Linked DNA regions of Mus musculus: region 1 is linked to region 2. A link is a contact called in public HiCAR-type data. All regions are on one chromosome and are shown on one strand. The core of a region is the stretch at or near the end of the contact, and the rest is flanking DNA. Distances in the headings are between cores, read along the strand shown.

What was found. HiCAR-type assays count read pairs that join an accessible place to other places.
Region 1: a contact with region 2 is called in a HiCAR-type map of astrocytes, with 7 times the contacts expected there. The contact joins the promoter of Rnf19a here to the promoter of Pop1 in region 2. A contact is called at or near these places in 13 of 39 promoter capture datasets (the 3T3-L1 cell line, 3T3-L1-derived adipocytes, the C10 cell line and 8 more), 2 of 115 datasets of contacts at active chromatin or transcription factors (astrocytes and large pre-B cells) and 1 of 9 other capture datasets (adipose tissue).

The regions. Positions count from the first base shown.
Region 1 is chr15:36,281,598-36,285,996 of GRCm38.p6, forward strand. Rnf19a (ring finger protein 19A) reads right to left here and starts at 1,550. Exons shown (of 10, transcript NM_013923.2): 1 at 1,315-1,550.
Region 2 is chr15:34,492,613-34,497,303 of GRCm38.p6, forward strand. Pop1 (processing of precursor 1, ribonuclease P/MRP family, (S. cerevisiae)) reads left to right here and starts at 2,699. Exons shown (of 16, transcript NM_026340.3): 1 at 2,699-2,803. Rida (reactive intermediate imine deaminase A homolog) reads right to left here and starts at 2,634. Exons shown (of 6, transcript NM_008287.3): 1 at 2,441-2,634. The coding sequence starts at 2,505.

The DNA.
Region 1 (4,399 bases), core at 300-2,799, 1.8 Mb after region 2:
ATATATATATATATCTTGCTTTTGTTTTGCATAATTTGGTTTAGTAAGTCCCAAGACTTAATACCAATTCTTTGTCCATGAAATTGTATGTACCAAGTAAAGAACATTTGAAAGTAAGGACATAGCCATTTTCTAAATATTTACATTTTAATTCAATACAGACAGCTCTGTGTTAAAGAAGCTTAAGCAAGCAAATATGGAAATGACTTGAATTACAAACAGAAGCACTAGGATGTGCAAAGAGACCGGTTTATAGCAAAACCGGAAAGGGAAAAAAAGACAAGTATCTCGTCACACTACATACAATGAAAAGGGTCAAGAAATTCTGGTTAAAATATTAAATAATCAAAGACTGCCAGGTACGCGTGCGTATACACAAACATACACAAAGTAGAATGAGGAAGATCAAAATATTTTGAAGGCACCAACCACGGAAAGGCCCGCTTTCATACCTCCCGTTTGCTATCATTTTACACCAGCCTTTATAGCCAACCCTAGGTTTGAAAATTGCAGCTGCATTTAAAGGCCGTCCTATCATTACCAACATTTTGCGACATTCTCAACCCTACACAAAGTAAAGCACCAGTCGTGTATTTCTATCTCCAAGGGCGCCAACAAGCAAAAATTAAACCTTTCTTTTTCCCATATATAGCCTTCACCATTCTCTTCCCTCTTTTATTTGCTGCCCTTGTCTCAGGATTAACGAACCTAAACCACTTCTTCCCATTAGTGGAAATGGAAAAAGAGAAGAGAGCGACAGTAGAGCGGAATCCCAGACCGAAGGAAAAACTGGCAATTCAAAGTGGTGGCCTCACTCGGGGTGAGGGCAGGGAAAACCCCAGACGTGGAGTCCGGAAGACCCCCGTTCATCCCCAGGCTATACGGCTTTCCGCGCCGGTGCCTGCTTGTGTGCGCGATCTCCGCTCCCGAAGGAGGCGGTCATCTCCCCGCCGCCCTCCCGGGCCCCAGGCGGCAGGCTTCGGGGGCGAAGTCCGCGGCGCCCAGTGTGCGGCGAGGCCCGGAAAGCGTCCCGTTAGAGGCGATTTCACCCGTCAGGAATGCGCTCCGCCCCCGCCGCCTCCCCACGGCGGCCGCCCTCGGGTCTCGTCCGCTCCGCCGCCCCGGAACGCTCGGGGCAGCGCCGTGGACAGTCACAACACCGACGGGGCCACAGGCCCGGCCCCCCACGCCCCGGCCCGCACCCCGGAGACGGCCGCAACGGTCTCCCGGCCCCAGACCGAGGCCTGAGCGGCGCCTTGAATCCCCATCCGTAGGGGAGCCGCCCGGCTCCCGCGGCTCCGGCGCCTGCCGTACCTCAGCTCCTCAGGGCGGCGGCGGCGCGGGGCGGCTGGCGAGCAGGCCCATCCCGCGGAGGCAGAAAGCGGAGGCAGAACGGAGGACGACTTTTCAGCACCGCCGCGGAACCTTCTCAGCTAGGGCGAGAGCTGCCGGTGGAACGGTTGCGGGCGGCCGCTTTCCCGAACTCCCCTCTGTGACTCCAGTCGGACCGTCGCAGCCGGGAACCAACACAGCAACTGCCATTCTCCCCCGCCCTCGCCCCCAGGCCCCGCCCCCTCCACTCCCTCCTGCCCCACCCGGCATAGCCCCGCCCAGCGCGCCTTGCGTCTTGGCGTCAAGCCCCGCCCCGCCCCACGTCGACCAGCCGCGGTTATCTCTGGGACGCGGTGGTTCCTTGGCTCCAGCACGTTCGCCTCGCACTGCGCGCTCTCGCCGCCGGCCCTCCCGCGGGCGGCGACTTACTCGGAACGCGCCGGGCAGTGGGGCGGGAGACGCCCTTCTTGTAACCCCGACCCCGTCTCCGTGAGGTGATAGGAAGGGACGGCGGGAGCCGCGTTCCAAGTGGAGCGCTTCCTGAGCGACAGGACCCTGACTTAGCTTTTCAATCCTTTGTTCACCTGCTTGATTGGCAACCCTCGGGAGAGCAGAGCCGAGTCGTCCCCAAAGAAATATCTCAGGTCTTATCAATGTCTGATACAGTAGGAGTTACTTTGGCCCAGCCTGTGTCTTCCATTCCCCTCCAGCTTTTGATCCAGTCGGACACCCTTTGAATTTTTCACCTACATAAGACTTGGTATAGAGTTAGTTAAATAAACAGATCCCTTTCCTGTCCTGATCCCATCCTCTCCGTTTATTTCTCTTGGGGACTTAGATCATTTCCTTAGAATCCTGAGAAATGGATGTGATGGATGCCAAAATGTCCATCCACCATCTGTTACTTAATCTAAATATATCACTCGATCCTTATTTCAGTGTGTCTAAACTAGAAACTCACCAAGGAGCCATATTTTTTCAAACCCCACTTGGCCTCTTTGGTAACACAGTAAATTTTTCCCAGTTAGAAACAGGCTAGGCGATCTAGGGCTAAATGTCTTTGACCATACATCTTAAAGGGAGTAAGTATGGATATGATTTCCATTTATTGGAAGTTGAGAGCCATTATGTGTATACCTTAAAATGCTATCAAAAGGCTGCATTCGATGCCCAATAATCTACAGGACACTTTAAGCCTACGGATAGTGCAAGAGTAGCTTTGCAGTACAAATGGAGTAATGACTGGTAAGGGTTTTGAGTAAAGAATTGTGCAGAATAACAGTGGTCCTGTACTCTCTATAGTCATCATAGTTCTGAGAAATTAAATTTCTGTCTTCCTAGAAATTGGAAGGGTCTGCTGTTACTTACTAGTCCAATATGCATATCCTGAGAGAGATATACCTGAAGGACATCTCCACTTGAATCTATGGAGGCATCTTGTATTAGATAGTTTTATCTTAACATGAGACAAGCTAAAGTCGTTTGAGAGAAGGGATCGTCAATGAAGAAAACACCTCCATGAGACTGGGCTGTAGGAAGCCGTAGGACATTTTAATTAGTGATTGATGGAGAGACAGCCCACTGTGAATAGTTTCATCCCTGGGCTGTTGGTCCTGGGGTCTATAAGAAAGCAGGATGAGCAAGCTATGAGGAGTAAACCAGTAAACAGCACCCCTCCACAGCCTCTGCAACAGCTCCTGCCACCAGGTTCCTGCCATATTTGAGTTCCTGTCCTAACTTCTTTCGGTGATGAACAGTGATATGAAAGTGTAAGCCAAATAAACCTTCCCCAAGTTGCTTCTTGGTCATGGTGTTTTGTGGCAGCATCAGAACCTTAAGACAAACCTATAGCTCAAGTCTGTCTGAGATAGACAGGGGCTTATCTAAAACAACCCTTACTTCTCTCATCCAAGCAGAGCCAAGCCAGAAGTCCAGGGTTCTCACAGACACCCTGTCTTTGGTCCCTTTCACTGAGTCCCATTTATTATGCCCTCTAAATATCACTCTGTTCTCTGTGCTGTATACCCTTTGCCTTTAGGACAACAACTTCAAGTTTGGCTGCCTCCCCCAAGAGAACGTGGGAAAATTGAGATGCCTAGGCTGCATCCAAGTGAAGGGGGCTCTGGAGAGCCGTATATTTTTAAATTCCAGGTGATAAATGTACTTTCGAGACTGGAAACCATGCTACAAAGTCACCGTTTCTCCTTGGATTCATGCAAAGAAGCTGCTTGGCCTCCGGTGGGCTTTTTGCTGCATTCTTCCTAATTTACCCATTGTAATTTATTCAACATTGGCTCAAGAAATATTGCTGTCTACTAAATTAAAAGGTGATCCAAGCTTTCTACCATCTCCAATGCTCTCTCTCCCTCTCCCTCTCCCTCTCCCTCTCCCTCTCCCTCTCCCTCTCCCTCTCCCTCTCTCTCTCCCTCTCTCTCTCCCTCTCTCTCTTTCTCCAGATGTGAGCACTGAGCTGTTCTTACCGCCAGGCCTTTGCTCTACCATCATAGACTCTAACCTTCCAAAACCTTAAGCCCGATTGACTAAATCCTCAAAAGAAACTAGGAGGAAAAAAATGCTACTTTCTTTTATAAGTTGCCTTGGTCATGGTGTTTTGTCATCATAGCAATAGGGAAACAACTAAGACACAAACTAACAGCATAAAAAGCGTCAAATCCAATATTTTATTTTGTTCTCTCAACAACTCTTCTGATATTTGAACTCGAGGATGCTTGATGATCAGAAAGTGCAAGGCCTTGGCAAGGACAGATACAGGGTAACGCGTAGAGAGTCAGAGGACAGGGGTCAGATAGGTATTGCGGAGCCAGAGAATTGAATACCTGTAAGGATGCGGTAAGGGATGCGAAATGATTGGTATACATATCAGAAGATTTTATAAAAGCTTACTGCATCTGTTTTTCATTAGACACCTATCACTCTGGCTACTGTGGGCGAGACGATGGCAGGAAGACTGAGGCTGTCGAAGGGATCTCACAAAGAAGGCATAGTTCTAGCCAGGTCGAGACTGTGGGAACGGAAAGGATGGCTTGCATATTTGTCTTGGGGTATA
Region 2 (4,691 bases), core at 1,449-3,948:
GAGTGACCTTGGCAAATTATTCAACTTAGTATATGACAGCTCTCACATCTGAAAAATGGAGTTGTAGCTGGGCGCTGGTGGTACACACCCAGGGCCTCATACATGTTCAGCATGGTCTTTTACTGAGCTATATCCATCCTCGGCCAGAAAGACATTGAAATTATTATGACTATTTATGTGCACGTGTATAAGTCCACCACCTGTGCACATACCCATGGAGGCCAGAAGATCCTCTGGGTCCTTTGGAGCTAGAGTTACAGATGGGAGTGAATGGACTAATATGGGTGCTGGGAACCAAACTTGGCTTCCTGAAGAGCAGAAAGTGCTCTTAAGTGCCGAGTCATCTCTCCAGCCCCAGCCAGAAACACTTTAACAAAGGGAGCAGGCTCAAGGTTTTGAGCCAACTGCAGTATGCTCATAGAGTTTTGGAATTAATACTTTTTATTTGAGTTATTTTTAAAAATAGTTACTTTCTATTGTATTGTTTTCTATTTAGAGTATTTTGATAATGTTTTCTTTTAAAATTAATTTAAGTGAAAGTAAGTCATTTCAATGAAAATGTTATAAAACACCAGGTATACAGTTTGGGAGAAAAAAAAAAAGGTCAATTGAAAACTATCTCATCCAAATCTCTACATTCTGTATTCTTTTACCTCTGTGTCCTCTGGAGGAATGTCAGTCTGTAACTAATTAACTATGATGAGTCAAACTTCCTAACACTATTAAAAGTGGAAAAACAGAAAACCCAACATTTAAAGTTTAACCGGACTACCTTATTTGGGGAGCTTCTTCAAAACTTTTTTTCTTTCTCTGCTCCAAATCAGAATCAGTTTTCCTCCCTTTCATTTGGTTTCTCATCCCATTAAGTTCCATCTCCAATCCTATTATAATAATTACTGCTTTGACACATGGGACTGTTATTTCTCTTGATATTAAGGGAGCTAGGGTTTGAGTTCAAGCCAAGATGTCACTTGCACACTGTATTTCCTTGAAAAGATTGACCTTGAGCTGTCCTTTTGTAAAATGGAGAGACAACTTAAAGGTAGTTAGTTGTCATAGTGCCTGTCATGTAACATTTGCTACATTACTGCTTCTTTTCCTTTTATAGGTGAAGGCCTATGTCGGATTACTTCTTACACATTTTTGAATCAGCTAAATACTTGGCATGCACTACACATCTTCTACAGTACTAATGTTGCAGCCGAAGAAAATCTTCAGTTTTGATTGACAGCAAAGAGACACTGTGTCAGAAATGACTTTTTCAAAAGGAATTGGCTCTAGATACGTTTTAGTGAAGACTTAGAAGTTAGAGAGGAGAAAGTTATATAAGATACAATACAGTGATTTTTAAAGCTGAGGTATTTTGAGGAACAAGGTTTTAAGTTAAGTGTGCTGGTCTTCACGTCAGCACTAGGAATGCTCAAACAGGAGAACAGCAGGTTCTAGGTTAGTCTGAGCTACAAAGTTAGTCTGTCCTTCATAGCACCCACAGAAGGAAGTGAAAAGAAAGTACCATTTCTATTTAAAAGCACTTCTGGTAAGCAGAGATAAATGCCAAAGGGTAGTTTTTATTTTTCCAGTACATATATGGTTAGCTCTAGTATATAGGATAATCTCAGAAGATCACCTTTGGTGTTACTTGCATTTGATATTAGTGGTAAATAGGCATGGATAAACCATTCATAAGCATCATTGCATTCCTACACGTTATAGAAGCCAGAGACTAGGATAGACATACAGGTATTTGCTGAGTACTGTCCAAATGAGACAAGCATATCTTGTAAATTAAGAAAGGGTTAGATCAAACTTCATGCTAGTAAAAGAAGCCTGTCACAGAGGACCAAACAGTGTATTATACTTTTTATAGCAAACGTCTTTAACAGATAAACCCTATAGTGATGGAGAGGAAATAAATGGGTGGTTGTAAGGAGCTGGGGAAAGATGCCATGTGGAATAAATGCTAATGGTATAAACCTTATTTTAGGTTGGATGTAAATGTTTTGAGAATAGAAAGTGATGATGGCTACACAACTTTTGGGCATAGTAAAAGCCACTGAATTGAACCCACTAACAGAATGAGAATTCTATGGGTTGTTTATTCTATCTTAATAAAATTGTTACAAAAACCAAAACTAGAAGCCACCAAGACGAAAGGCAAGGGGGTTGGGGTGATGCCACTTCTAACCAGAGAAAGCATGTAGCAAGCTCGCCTTCGGGGCCCCGGCAGCTCCAGATGGGGGCAAGATCTTAGGAGTGCAAGTTTCTGGTAGCACCAGGGCTCCCCCATTCTCTGAGGGATTTGGATACACTGTACTCTTTCTGAACTTAGTTTCTTCGCGCGTTCTAAGACTCTCTTTTGCTCGGACCAGCAGGGGCCAAAGCTCCAAACTTGCAACACTGCACCTACCTGGTCCTTCAGAGCTACAGTAAAAAACATTACCTGTAGGGACCAATGGCCGCCGGGGCTTTTGTGGTGCTGATCACCTTTCTGATTATGGACGACATGCTAATCCTTCCCTCTTGAAGACCCTCCAGAAGAAGAAACGATGGTAAGTAACTACACCCACTCTTGTCCACTGACCAGACAGCCCTAGGCAAAAGAGTTTTAGTTCAGGGACAGCCCCGTGCGAATTCGCACGGCCCGATGGGAATTGTAGTTTACAAGCGACTCCGGGACACGTGGAGGAAGAAGCCGTGCTGCGCACGCGCCCTCAGCCCGCTCGCTCACCCTCTGTGGTGGGAGCTTCTAGGGATCTCAGAACCTTGTCATTCTTACCGGCGAAGCCCTCGGAACTTTTGGCAGGTTGGTGGTGAGGCACTAATGCTTAGCCGGGGCCGCCAGCTCGCGGGGGCCTCGCGTGGGGGCTTGCCCACAGTGGCGGCTTCGGCTTGCGGCGCTTTTCACTTGGGGAGGTCCATGCTGCCCGGGCGGGCCCTCTTGCAGTCCAGAGCCTCAGGCTCCTGTGCTCGTTTTTATGCTTATCGTTGCCCTGCCAGGCGGAATCCCCTCTGGGAATGCGCTTGTATCCCTTTCTGGGTACCGTAAAGGACAGGGATGGGTCATTCCGGGGAACCAAGCAGAGGTGTGGGTTGTCTGCCTTTCGCCATCCCGTGCTTCCTTTCTATGCATGATCGCCTCAAGATTTGAGCAGACCGGGGTCTGCTTTCCGGAGGCGAGTCATCTTCTCCTAGCTCACGACTTCAGCTTTCTCACTAACGAACCTGGGTAGATAAGAAGATGTACTAATTAGTAACTGATAATATATCATAAGGAAGTATATTTAAAACAATTCTTTAGTGTAGCTGGTATAATTTTGCCTTTTGAGAAAGATAAAAACTAATTTTTACTCTCTAAATAGATGTGTGTATGTTTATTTTTTCATAAATACGAGTTTTGGTAGAGTATTTGATACTGCAAGACATAAAGCATCTAAAGTGGTTTTGTTTGTTTGTTTGTTTGTTTTGTTTTTGTTTGTTTGTTTTTTGAGAGGGTTTCTCTGGATAGCCCTGGCTGTCCTGGAAATCACTTTGTAGACCAGGCTGGCCTCGAACTCAGAAATCTACCTGCCTCTGCCTCCCGAGTGCTGGGATTAAAAGCGTGGGCCCCCACGCCCGGCTTTTTTTTTTTTTTTTTAGAGCTGATTTGTTGTTTGATTTTTATAATAGTCAGTGATGAGATGCTATTTTGCCTAAATATGTAGTACAGTCGGAACTATAATTAGGGCCAGTTGTTGGAAAAGTCTATCTCAATCCCAAATCCAAATTAATGATTTAAAAAATATAAAATTTAACCCAGCAACTCAATTTCAAACTAGTTTTTTAAATCAAACAATGCAGCCCAGCACAATCCAAAGACGTGCGGCATGAGAACAATTTAAAGAGAAATTTAGGCCTGTTTTTATATCATTGTTTCCTTTTTTTTCTTTTTCTTTATTTAATGTACGAGTGCTCTGCTGCATATATATCTGCCTGCCTGAAGAGGATATCAGATCCCCCTATAGATGTTTTGTGAGCCACCACGTGGTTGCTGGGAATTGAACTCATGACCTCTGGAAGAGCAGCCAGTGCTCTTAGCCTCTGAGCCATCTCACCAGCCTGTATAACATTGTTTCTTAAGAGCATAAACCTGTATGTACAGTAAGAACACTGGGTTCATAACTTGCCTGGGATCTTGGCTGAGCTGTTTCAGGCAGTATTTGTTGGTGTTGTATGGTGTGTAAGCATGGGATGTCACTGCTGAACTGTGGCTGTAGTGACGTCTAGGTAGAGCACTGCCAGAAACACTTTGGATTCATTACACATTTGACTTCTGAATTGTTCTTGCTAGATTTTTCATCACCTCACATTCAGCTACATGACCCTATATGGGGTTGTGATCCCCAACTGGAGAAGCTCTGAGGCTACCTACAGTTCTCATGCTGTGTCAGAAGGAGCGTAGTTGCGGGCTAAATGTTTCTTACCTTGTTAACGTTTGCTTTATAGTCAAAGTTCATGTATGTGTGGATATGAATATCCAATACTTGTGTTGTTTTGATCCTGTACTTTGTTTATGGTAGTCTGCTAAGTGCAGTGTGACAATAAGAAAGGTCAGACCTGTGACCCTCTGTCAACATGCACTGTAAGAAATCCTCTTGATTCCCTGTCATCTTGTCCTGTGTAATGCTGAGGGACTGCTTCCGTGCTTCAAGAAT